3 separate regions of the Sus scrofa genome follow, and all the other regions are linked to region 3. Evidence: chromatin contacts called from public Hi-C and promoter capture Hi-C data. All regions are on one chromosome and are shown on one strand. Each heading gives the region's core, a stretch centred on a gene start, on an enhancer-like site or on the middle of the called end of the contact. The rest is flanking DNA. Distances are from core to core; before and after follow the strand shown.

Evidence for each region. Promoter capture Hi-C pulls out the DNA fragments that hold promoters and counts their contacts. Hi-C and Micro-C count contacts between places; a contact is called where the count stands out from the background.
Region 1: a contact with region 3 is called in a Hi-C map of liver, with 2.6 times the contacts expected there. The contact joins two enhancer-like sites. A contact is called at or near these places in 3 of 47 Hi-C or Micro-C datasets (liver and skeletal muscle).
Region 2: a promoter capture Hi-C map of liver shows a contact between it and region 3, with 3 times the contacts expected there. The contact joins two enhancer-like sites. A contact is called at or near these places in 1 of 5 promoter capture datasets (liver) and 1 of 47 Hi-C or Micro-C datasets (liver).

What each region holds. Positions count from the first base shown.
Region 1 is chr13:145,358,796-145,363,063 of Sscrofa11.1, reverse strand. The region is part of intron 4 of ZBTB20 (zinc finger and BTB domain-containing protein 20); the gene reads right to left. Among named protein-coding and RNA genes, the nearest start is that of DRD3, 410 kb to the left of the region's middle. Within about 2 kb of position 1,978, at least 17 of the 83 cell types and tissues checked have an H3K27ac peak or open chromatin away from gene starts, as enhancers often do. A contact at or near this core is called in liver, where this site is marked.
Region 2 is chr13:145,195,470-145,200,040 of Sscrofa11.1, reverse strand. All of the region lies in intron 3 of ZBTB20 (zinc finger and BTB domain-containing protein 20), which reads right to left. Among named protein-coding and RNA genes, the nearest start is that of ZBTB20, 340 kb to the right of the region's middle. Within about 2 kb of position 2,225, at least 1 of the 83 cell types and tissues checked has an H3K27ac peak or open chromatin away from gene starts, as enhancers often do. A contact at or near this core is called in liver, where this site is marked.
Region 3 is chr13:145,271,950-145,276,060 of Sscrofa11.1, reverse strand. All of the region lies in intron 3 of ZBTB20 (zinc finger and BTB domain-containing protein 20), which reads right to left. Among named protein-coding and RNA genes, the nearest start is that of ZBTB20, 420 kb to the right of the region's middle. Within about 2 kb of position 2,045, at least 5 of the 83 cell types and tissues checked have an H3K27ac peak or open chromatin away from gene starts, as enhancers often do. A contact at or near this core is called in liver, where this site is marked.

The sequences.
Region 1 (4,268 bases), core at 729-3,228, 87 kb before region 3:
CTTTAAAAAGTTTATTTCTGTCTGGATATGTTAAACATTATACTTGAACATAGAGGATGTTAAAAATCTATTATGTTAAAATCTTGATTTAGGGTATCTACATTGTCAAAGCAACTTGGAGCTTAATAGCATTCAGTAACTAGAGGCCTAAAAAAGAAAAGAGGAATTTTTAGAAGCCTCTCCAGAAGCAACAGGATAAAAGTGCTATCGGCCTTGACCACATGATGAGGGTTTTTTACCAAAGGGGAAAACTTAGTCCAGTTGATCATCCCAGCCTAATTGATTAATTGTGGGTCTGACCATCTGGCTGATGAATGCTGACACCCAGCAGTGATTACTGTGTAACACAAATCCGGATGTGCTCCCCCTGATGCCTCCCACAATAACGGCAAAGCTGAACTTAAGGTTAGTTTATTCAGGCCTCTTGGCTCAATCTGTTCATGGAACAGTGGTTATGGCAGGGAATATTTTACTAGACCTGGTCAAGCATTATCTTCTTTTATTTCAGTTACCCACTCCTTTCCAACTCCACGCCTACCTGCTCTGAGCCCTTTCTTGTACATAATCACTTTTCATGCAAAGCATCCCATCTGTAGTTTTCATCATACTGTCTGATTCTCTCATTTCCGGTTGCTCTACTCTAAAAAATATTCGACTTGTCTAAAAGACCCATGTTGCTATTTCACAGGGAGTCCTATTGGGACATTTTTTATTGTATCTTCTTTGCTACTGGTTATCTTCAAATTATCCTATGCTTCCAAATAAAGAAAAATATTTTGCCTAACACCTGATTATAAGGCCTCCATATGGCTCAACTTCTCTATGAGGCTAATGGAATAAAAAGGTTAACAGAAGATAATTTTCGCATCTTAAATTTACATCTGATCCTCAGTTAGGGTTTCCCTTGGAGAAGATTCTCCCTACAAGGACTTTGGAGCACATATCAGTGCAGAGAAAAAAGTCAGGCTCACATAAATAATGGGAATCAATAGCAATGCCACCCACAAACCAATCAAGATAACCTGTACATGGGAAAATTCTCTAAGCAAATCAAATCTGAATGCATAAATACGAACCCTGGGGAATTACAACTAAAGGATCCTATTATTTTTTGTGGGAAGACATGGGGGAGTAAACTGGCACAAAACGCCTTGCACAAATTTGGCCAATGAGTCACAAGGAAAAAGAATCATGCCTTCCCCCTATCCTTTCCCCAGCCTGATTTCTATCTCAAAATTTATCACTTTTCTTGCTCCCCACAGATGCTGAATTCTTCTTTGTTCCAGGCTGGGTTAGTGTTAATTTTCAGTAGAGAATGGCAGCAGCATGCTGAACTACAGAGTTCCAGACTGGGAGTTGGGAAATGTTTTTGGCCTGACTGTCAGTAAACAACTATGTGTCTAGGGCAAGTCAAGTCCCTTAACTCCCCATGTCTCAGTCTCTTCATTGAAAAATGATAGGGTTGGACTGCATGAACTCCATAGTCTCTGCCAACACTAAGATTCTATGGTTCTATAGCTCATTTCCTTTTTCTCTCTGGCACCAACTGCTCAACAACTCTGCTTATAGTCATTTCTTTGCACTCAGTTACCGATGGAAAAATATCGCCTTCATTTACTACCCAGTATTTGGTATTTCTAACCTTTCCCTCTTTTTGTGATGCTAGATATTTTGAGTCATAAACATGAACATATCCAGATAGATGCTTTAAATTTGAAAGCACTTAAGGAGAATAGCTTTCCCATGTAGAAACATTTAGTGCAGCTCGGCATGGAGGAAGCCAGGCATCCAAAAGTGGAGCAAAGGGGCCAATTCACAAATGAGAGGAAGCCTTTCATAATAAGAGTCTCCAGATTCTTCAATTTAGATAAAGCTACTAAATTCCAACTACTTTTCCAATCAATCCCAGACACCCTCACAGACACTTAGGACTACAAATCTGAGGACCAGCACTGGCAGTGATGCAGTTATTTCACCTCCACCATGTATTGCCAAGTAGGATTTAGGATGGCATAGTAATAAGAGCCAAGAGGACAATCTGTCATTTATTTTCCTCCAAACTTTTTGAAATTTCCCATTTGGGCTCTGTTTCCCAGTTTTAATTTGGTAACTGCCATTTTTCAGCATTTCTTTTAACAGGTTACTAATAATTTCTGATACAGGATCTCATATTTCATTTTGTGCTGCTAGAACTGCTGTTAATATTTCATCTGCCTTCAATTCAGCTCTGAATTAAGGCTTCTGAGCTTTTTTTTGATACACTGTTCTCACTTTGGTTCTGGGGATTTGATCACCAGTGTTCACCCAGTTTGTCCATATCTTGTTAGATAAGAATAATACATTGTCTCAGAAATATCTCAGGGTGTGCTGTACATTCTAGAGATACATTAGAGTTTCTTTTTTCTGGATCTTTGATCAAAATCACATAAGTGTTCTGTGTTTGTTTACCCAGGTAGCTTGCTATTTACTTTTGTGGTAACGTTCTGGAAGCAGAGAGCAATGGTTTACAGCCAGGGCTCACAGGAAGACCTAAGTTCAAATTCTGGCTCTGAAACATACTGCAAATACCATGTTAGGTCAGTTCCTTAACCTTACTGAACCTCTATTTTTCTATTTGTAAAATAGGGATAATAGCAATAACTACCTCTATTGCTATGAGTTCTCAAAAAAGAATGTTATCTTTATTCCCCTAGTATTAATAACCTACAAATTCACCTTATAGTGTTTTTATTTTGCAACATCTTTTCAAGACTAGCAAGTTACCTTTGAAGTCCAGACTTTTACAATTTGCTTTAGTGTAGTTTACATTAAAAAAAAACTCAAGTAAAATTAAGTAAGTACTTTAAAATTGGGTTCTGAAAACCACATGTATAATTACAAATGGTATATAGATAGCATCATAGTCTTATGTCACCTTTAAATCCAGTATCAAATTCTCAAAATTCTGTTCATTTAATAGCCAGGCCTGGATAAGGCATGTCATACTAATTCTAATCCATTCCATAAAGAGATGGCTTAGAATATTTACTTCCCCCCATTTGCAAACAATACAGATTATTTTAATACTTTTTGGTCATATATAGGTCAGGGTCCATCAGGAGTGAGAAATCACACAGCAATTTGAACACGGAAAGTTTAATATAAAGAAGTACTAACTAGAACAGGGGATTGGAGCAACAAGGGAGTAACTAGTAAGAAGTAAAAAGAATTGTAAGGTATATAAGAATAAGCAAATATAAGGAGCAACCTCAACTTCTGAGGCTGATGGAGGGTGCCCAAGGAAGAGTCCCCTACAACTCCAGACTGGGATCCAGCCCTTGTTGGACAAGATGTAGCCAAGGAATGAATGAATGAATAGCAGAGACATTGCTATAGAGCTGTGTCAGCAAAACTTTCCAGAAATCTGTACTCTAGCGTGCAAGGGAAGCTGTTCACAGGGAGGCTGTCTCATCTGAGGCATACTACTATGTAAACCACTCAGTGTGTGTATGTGTGCTTGTGTGTGTGTGGTGGGTGCTGGATGTAGCAGCTGGCTTTTGGGCACTGGAGAAGCTACCTGTGCTTTAGCTGTTGGCCCCAAGGCAGCTGTGTGTGATGCAGAAGCCAGGCTGGAGAAACCATGCACACTGCAAGAGGCTACCAAAAAAGTATAGGGGAGCCAGGAAGGAAAACCTCTTCCTCCTATTATGTCTCTCTGAATCCTCTGCCAACAAAGCAACCTCATACAGCTAGGAAAGGAAAAATATTTAAAGAACCCTGATATATTTTTGTAGAGCAGACAAGGAAGGATAGATTTGATTGTGAGAGGCAGTATACTGATAACTGGCAGAATTATTTTCTTCTACACTTTATGAAATAACTCACTTTGGAGATTATAATTCAGAGTTTTCTTACTATACTACTTACTAGACTTGCTGTTTACCTTTACAAATATACTGACTCTTTGCATAACTAAATTTTGCCAGGATTGAGTAAAATAATATTCTATTTAAAATGGCGGAGTTCCATTGTTGCGCAGTGGTTAACGAATCCAACTAGGAACCATGAAGTTGCGGGTTCGATCCCTGGCCTTACTCAGTGGGTTAAGAATCCGGCGATGCCATGAGCTGTGGTGTAGGTTGCAGATGCGGCTCGGATCCCTCTTTGCTGTGGCTCTGGCGTAGGCCAGTGCCTACAGCACCAATTAGACCCCTAGCCTGGGAATCTCCATATGCCGCAGGAGTGGCCCTAGAAAAGCCAACAAGACAAAAATAAATAAATAAATTAAA
Region 2 (4,571 bases), core at 976-3,475, 76 kb after region 3:
TAAACTTGTTACACATACTGGTGCTATTCCACAGTGACCGTTGGTTTCAGAATAATTGTTCAAGTGGATCAGCAATAAAAATGACCTCCTCAGAAATGGAGGTATACATTTGGTATTGTGAAAGTTGACACATAGAAGGAAATTCAGGAGGAGCATGTCTGCAGTGGGACCTGAGATCAACAAGTGATTCAGACCTTTCCCTTTTCCTCTTCTGTATTCTTTCTCTCCTTTGCTTTCTCTCTCCCTCTCTCCATCCCCTCTTGTTCCTGCTTTCACCAGGGAATTAACTTCTAATGTAGCCCTCAGTGGTCATTAGAAAACAATATTAACAATTGATAAATGTGTTTGGATTTTCAGTTTTGCATTTTTTTTTAGTAGAAGTAATGGTAAGTACTTTACATGACCTATTCCTGTTCAGGCTTAAAAGGCTTCAAATAAGTTATATTTGAGAAAGAAGACGTAAACTTTATTCCTTCTTATTGGTCTAATAAATGCACTATTTTATTTCTTCCACTTTTCCAAGTTGTTTTCAATTATGAGCAAGGTATATAGTACCATTGTCTGCAATATGTTCGGGATCTTCAACACGGACACCCAATGAGTCAAGATGACATAGAGATGAAAAACTATGTCATGGACTTCACCAGTCTGCTCAGCTCCTCATTTCTCAAAGAAGAAAACATATAGGGAGGCAATGTATTTATTTCCAGGCAAAATGACATAACTTAATTATAAAAGCATTCTTCTCTTTTTTCCCTGGGAAATCTATGAGAACATGTATTAAATTCTCTTTTGCCATATAAGGAGTTGAAGTGTGCAGACCACAGAAGAACTAGCTCCAGAAGAGGTGGGTGGAATAGGGGAAAAAATATTTGGGGTCAGACAGATCTGTGCTTGAATTCTGGTTCAGGCATTTACTAAGATGTGTGGGGGCTATTTAATTTCACTCATCCTCAGTTTCCTAAGTATAAACTAAAGGTTATAACATCTATTTTGAGGCACTGTTGTGAGACTTAAATTTAAAAAGCTTTATGCAGAGAGGGTGCCTGTTAACTGTAGCCTTCTTTTCTAAAGTTTTTTAGACATTCGGACTATTCAAGAACTAATGGGCACTGTGACCACATGAGCTAATGTGATAACAAAATGCAACAGATAGGAACACTAAGCAGGAGCTAGTACAGGGTTTGAATCAGGTCTGACATCAATATGAACTCACTTACTGGGTTGGTGATCTTGGAGTTACTCAATTTTTCTGGAACTCAGTATTCTCATTATAAAATGGAAATTATTCCGGCTTTGCTGAGTGGTTTCTGAGTGTGGTAGCAAGGACAACTTTTATAAAGCATCTGGTACATTAAGTAAACAGATTGTGAGTAATATTTATTGTTCAGATTTTTATTAATTAAAATTTGTCTGTAGATGCGTCTCTTATACTAAATATTCCTTTATCCACCCAAGAGCTTGAAAGAGTTACAATAGGGACTTTGATCACAGATTAGCTGGTTTGGCTGTGGTAATCTAGTTCTGAAGAATTGGAGTTACGGTTCCCTGCCATTAACTATTTAACTCTATGACTTGAACAGGAATTATAGACCTAAATTTTTTTCCTCTCCAAAATGAGAAGGCTAGAATAAATAATTTCTAAGGTTCTATGCAGAAATAATATTTTAAGATTCCAGTGTCTTTTTCCTGAGTTATAGTGAAGAAGTCCTCATATCTTTAGAGCTTAACCTACTTCTTTAGGGCTTGATTTTCACATTCCCTCTACTCTATTTCTTCTTTAATTGCAAAAGGGGATAATTTCTATCACTTAGCAAACAAACCATTATCTCTATTCTGACTTAGTGGCATTCCAGGGTATTAATGCATCCTACTTTAAAACAGTCTGGATTGTATTTAATCCAGAAATTCAGTCACATTACTGGTAGTAATAATGAGGATAATGATGATTCATTTTCAAGGCTTTCTATGCCTCCAAGCCCCTGTCCATAGCACATGATAAAATACACCAAAATTAAAAGTAACATTAAGGTTTAATAGTTAAAAATACATTAGGAGAGTAAATACATTTTAGGTACTCACTTCTACATTACACAACAAGAACTTAAACAAAAATAAGATATTCATTAACCAACAACAGAAATTTAATAATTATTAACTAGAAAGGAAATAAAATTAACTTGACCTTATTTTAGAGTCTTGTCAGAGACCTACTTTGGTTATGCAGATAGGAAACATGTTGTGAACTATTAGACCTCTGTTTCAAAAGTCCAAGCCCTCTTCAAACTCAGAAGTAAAACTTCAATGAGGATTCAAAATAAACATATAGATGCTGTGAGCTTATGCATACTATTTACCTTTGAATTAGTTTCATCTTGTTCTAGCTTAAGCTATCCTTTATTTATTTACTTTTTTTTTTTTGAGGTATATCTACTATGTGCTTTTCCAGGGTATTCAGAATAAAATTCAAATTCCCTACTCTGGCTACTTCTCTGACCTCACCTCCAGTCACTTTCCTCCTTTGCTCCCTTCTCTCTAGCCACTCTAGAATCCCTTTATTTCCTGACTACACAAAGTTTGTCCTTGCCTCAATGCTTTGCCTATGCTGTTTCTCTCTGGAGCTGTCTCTCCTTCTCATGCTTCCATCCCCAACCCAAATTCTTCATCTAGCAGATTCTTCTGTCCTTCAACTCTCAGCTTTAAGTTGACACTTTCTCTGAGAATTCTTTCTTGAGCACCCAAGGGACAATATAATAGATCTTCCCCACCCATTGTTGTCTTACATAGCTATTAGCTCTTTTCATGGACTATATTTTCTAATTTTGTAATTATTTCTTTACTTATTTAATTTCTGATTCCCTTAGGAGACTATAAATTCCATGAGACCCTAATGGATCATCTCTATATTCCCAGTATTAAGGATGGCTGAATAATGAATTAATGATTCTATTGTAGTAAATTCTATAGGTTGAGAATTGTTATTTAAATATGGACCCCATCTCGGAGTTCCCGTCGTGGTGCAGTGATTAAGGAATCCGACTAGGAACCATGAGGTTTCGGGTTCGGTCCCTGCCCTTGCTCAGTGGGTTGACGATCCGGCGTTGCCGTGAGCTGTGGTGTAGGTTGCAGACGCGGCTCGGATCCTGTGTTGCTGTGGCTCTGGTGTAGGCTGGTGGCTACGGCTCCGATTAGACCCCCTAGCCTGGGAATCTCCATATGCCGTGGGAGCAGCCCAAGAAATAGCAAAAATAAATAAATAAATAAATAAATAAATATGGACCCCATCCCTAAGAATTTGCTTCCTAGTTAAAAAAAGGACATGTCCAGAAATATTGTTTAAAAAAATAGAAAGTTATTTATGTCTCAAAAAAAGGATAGGTGGGTGCTATCAGGTTGTCATGAATATAGGTTAGGAATTGCTTGGTAATTAGTATAGAATATTCAAGTTTTGTTGGAATAAAAGTGATGTGATCTGAGGGCTCCTGCTTCATGAAAACTGATGGGGCAACAGAGTTGAGAATGAACTGGTCTTCTTTCCTCCTTTTTCTCCCAATTAGAGGTTATAAGCAAGAGAAGATGAAAACCAGACTAGGACAGAGGTACCAAAAAAGAAAAATTAAGAAGACTTGGGAGTTCCCGTCGTGGCTCAGTGGTTAACGAATCCGACTAGGAACCATGAGGTTGCGGGTTCCGTCCCTGCCCTTGCTCAGTGGGTTAACGATCCTACGTTGCCATGAGCTGTGGTGTAGGTCGCAGACGCGGCTCGGATCCTGCATTGCTGTGGCTCTGGCGTAGGCCGGGGGCTACAGCTCCGATTTGACCCCTAGCCTGGGAACCTCCATATGCTGTGGGAGCGGCCCAAAGAAATAGCAAAAAGACCAAAAAAAAAAAAAAAAAATAAGACTTGGCCACTTATTGAATACTTGGGGGGCAATAATGAGATATTTGGAGTCAAGGTAACCTGGAGGATTGGGGTGAAGAAAATTAGAATAGTCAAAAGGAGGATGATTTTTAACTAGGAGGCTTATTACAGTTTTAATACACTGACTCTGAAAAATTGGTGTGGGAGTTCCCGTTGTGGCGCAGTGGTGAACGAATCCGACCAGGAACCATGAGGTCGCGGGTTCGGTCCCTGCCCTTGCTCAGTGGGTTAACGATCCGGCGTTGCCGTGAGCTGTGGTGTAGGTTGCAGACGCGGCTCGGATCCCGCGTTGCTGTGGCTCTGGCGTAGGCCGGTGGCTACAACTCCGATTCAACTCCTAGCCTGGGAACCTCGATATGCCGCAGGAGCAGCCGAAGAAATAGCAACAACAACAACAACAAAAGACAAAAGACAAAAAGACAAAAAAAAAAAAAAAAAAAAGGAAAAATTGGTGTGATACCTAGTTGAAGATGTAAATAAGGAAATTGGAAATTTAGGACTGTAGTTTGAGACAAGATATAAATGTATGAGCTATCTACAGTGAAATAAAAGAAGTCACACAACCCTGCAAAACTGTCAAATCATGGGAGAAATATTCATGTGGAGTTTGATAGACATTCACATCCTATCTGAACCATTTACCTTTTGT
Region 3 (4,111 bases), core at 796-3,295:
ATATAAATTTTATTTCTACTAGAGGGAGATTTCTGAAATATGTCTGATATTTTTTCTTTCATAGAATTAGAATATCATAAATGGAGTTAAGATGTTGTCAATAAATAACTAGGCTTGATAATCACAGAAATGTTATTTAGGGCCATTTTACCAACAGCTGATAGATCTTGAACTAGAATCCCTATCTGCTGAATATTAACCAACACTTTATATCTTACCAAACTGGCTTTGCCTTTTCCATATTTCTTTTTACTACAGATCTGAGGCTTTGATTCTTGCTCATGTTGTTTTTCAACTGGGGAAACAGATTAAATGAGCAAATGCAAAACAAAATAAGACAAAAAACTACCATACTTTGCAAATGTTGATGATGCTCTCTTGATTCCAAGTCTTTCTCCAGTTGCTTCCCATTTGTCTTCCTCTCTTCATAGCAGAATTTATTGAAAGGATTGTATATGTTAGCTATTACCATATCATTACCTACTATTCTTTCCTCAACCTATTTTAATGAGACTTTTATTCATTATATTCTACCATATCTGCTGCTGCCAAATCCAAGGGTCACATTTTCATTCTCATCTTAACTTCTCAGCAGCAATTTAACACGGTTAGCCATTTCCTCTTACTTAAAACACTGTAGCTATCTTCTGGGACACCTCTTTTTCCAATTTTTCCTACTAGCCTATTAGGCACTTAAAACCTATTTGTGTCATCAAATTTGAAATCCATTGCTATTAAGTCATTCTCAGTTACTTCTGATCTGAGATAAACACAGCATGTTTGGCAAAACAATCAGCTCTTAGAAGGTGTTGGTGAGATATCTAGGTTTTGAATGTCTAGTTTTATGACTTTAAAATGCAGAATAGAGCAGAAAATCTAGCTCTTGGTTTGGCTTGAAGCTTGTTTATTCTTGTTGTAAAAATTATTAGCAACTTGCTTTTGAATATCCATAAATGATCCTTTACCTAGAAGCTTGGCAAATGGACAGATTTATACATATGGGCAAAATGAAGAGTGTCTTCAATGGTCCAGAATTTCAGAGACTTACATGTTAAACTTGAAATCCACATGTATGTAACACCTCATAGTTCTCCTAGATTCATTCTAGGAGAATGAATTCACAGTTCATTCTGAGTGAACTATTCATTCATAGTTCTCCTAGATTCAAAAACTGGGTAATTGCTCAACCTTGTTTCTTCTAAAAATTGTTCCTGAGTTCTACACTGCAAGAATTAAAGTTGAAAACTATTTTCAAGTAAACCACAGTAATATGAATATGGTTTCATTGCTAAGTTGTACCCCTGAATCCTAGCAAAAGCATGAAGATTTCTTTTTAAGATACACTCTAGCGATCATTAGAGGGAGCTTGAGTTTGTCTCAGGAGAAGTAGTTGTTCCTGACTTACAAATATAGCTGGAGGGCAGTACCTGAACAGAGCAATTTCTCACCCCATGTCTAACTCCAAGTTTTGGTAATGATGTAACATACAAAAGTTAATGATATGATAAAATATGAGATAGCACAGAGCTGATCAAAGTAAAAAATTAAAGAGAGTCCAAACAACTTCTTTTGAATGTGATATCACAAGGAATATGAATAAAGGACATTTTCCTAAGAAAAATAGGAATGTTTCCATTATTTGCATGTCACCTGCCATCTAGGAGTAAATTCTGACCCCCTTTCCTGCTTAAATTCTTCCACAAAGTCAGCCTGCCAGGCCCATAACCAAGGTCTTCTTTTATCTAAACTAGAGCAAATATTCTATTTAGAGTCATGAGAACATATCAGCAAAATTCCCAGAGGTAATCCTTTTATTTAATAATATACACATATATTTATTTTTTATGTGTTGTTCTACTATGTTAAACTTTAACCATATTAATCCAGGGGAAAATCCCTGATTATCAACCAACAATTTTGTAAACAGTTATCTCATGAGTTAAACATTAACTTGAAAAATTTAACTCAAAACTCTAAACAAGCAGGAGGAGCCAAAAAGGCCACTGGGAAGAAGTAAAGATTTTTCTGCCTTGGGTACATACAACAAGTTCCTTTGGAAAAGTGTGACACAGTGTTGCAGGAGTATTTTGGTTTGTAGGAATGGGGGCCAAAGATAGGGGAAGCAAGAAAGGAGCCTGGAAGACCCCTACTGCTTATTATCAAAATCTCCAAATTTAGAGCAAAGACCTCATAGAAAAGAAAATTCATGGGAATATGAACCCACTGTAATATCCACAGGAATTCAGGGATAATAGAGAATGCATTTCAAGAATATGGACACTTTAGAAAAAAAATCAACATAGCTAAGCTATCCAGAACAAGGCTGGCTGGCCCACACTGCCAGTCTGTTCTGAACCTCATGAGGAACATTCTGGTCTCACTCTTCCACTAGAAACAATGGAATGGAGACTGATCTACTTGTTCTGGTCCCATTGAATAATAAGAAAACAAAGATGTCTTCCTGCAGTACTGGGTTGTTAGAGACTGCGATTTCAAGTTCCAAGCCATCATCAACCTGTCCGTCAATTTACTCCCTGATAAATAGAAATACCCGTTTATGAAAAATTGAATCTAGGAAGTAGACCAATGTCTGAACAGCAATACTATAAATATTGACTTTGATTAGGTTTTTGACTCAAAAATTTCAAGAAAATCCACATGGCCAGATAATCTGCACAATCTTGATATCTGTGGTGTAGGATAAGGTTATTTATTTTTAATGCTGTTTAAGGAATAGTTAGGAACTGTTAAGATTCTTTCTGCCAGTCTGTTAAAGATCAGTCTTGCTTGATAATTTTTTTAATAATCATGAAAAAGGAAAATCTTCTCACTGATGATCTTTTAAGGAAGACTCCCATTTGCCCTGAAGATGGAAAGAATGAGACCAAATAATGAGTTACTGATGAAAGGGCTGAGACTAGATGGAAAAAAGAGGAAGGTACATGAATGTAGAAGGAACCATCTTCAGATACATATGTATGTCTTATTTAGATTCAAGAAATATGATACTTCTCATCAGACCTTACTTTTGATATTTTACATTACATATTTAATAAATGAACACATGCTTATTGTAAAATATTTAGACACTCTAGACTATAGCCCGTACTCATAAAGCATTTCATAGTTCAGTTTATAAAATACTTTCCATAAATTATCTTTTGCTTCTACAACAACTCCAAAAAGTAAAAAGAGCAGGTTCTATCATTTCTGTTCTATAGATAAGCAAGTTTCACTCTAGAATTGATGCACAGAATGAACTTTAACAGAGGAAGCAGGACCCACTAGCGTCCTGGCAATTGATTTGAACACAGGGAGGGAGGGGGTAGCATGGTGACTGTGGAATGGAAAGAGGAAGGGAATCAAAGAGGGGAGAGGTTTCAAAATGTTCAAAAGGAAGTATAGACAAGCACTAGGCATAAGGGGAAAAATTCAGAGTGATCTGTGGAAAAGGAAAAGTGGCTACATCAAGGAAGAAACTCAAAATTCAGACAATATTCATTTGGCATATATTAATTGTATAGCTACTATGTTTGAGTTTCCCTGGATGCCACTGGGCAAACAATCATGATCCTTGAAGCTCTGAGTTGTGTCTGAGGTACTTAATATCTAATTTTGAGGGAATGTCTCAAAATAATTATAAAATGAGTCAATTCAGATATTCAGAATGGGGGTTAAGGAAAAATCATCTTATAGGCTGACAATGGAAAGCTTCACTACAATTAAGGAATCTAGCTGGACTTACTTTGAAAAATGTGTAAGATTTGGGTATTAATAAGATTCTGGTTATGTGAAGGGTGAGAGAAAAAGCATGAAAGCATAAAATGGAAAGGTATATATGGGAGTAGCAAATAAACAAGTTAGCTGTAACTGTAAAAGGAAAAAATGTTGGAAAGATAGGTTGAGCCTAGAATTGGAAGGAAGTCCTTGAATATCAGACTGAGCAGTCTGCTTTATTTTATGGGCAACAGAGGTTTATTACAGGCTTGTAAGACACTGGAACATCACAATGGTATTTTAGTATTTACTGTAAATAATTGGGAATGGTGGGTGGAAACAAGGAGGGCCTAGAGGCACTGAGAGAGAGAAAGAAAGAGGGAGAGAGTGAGTC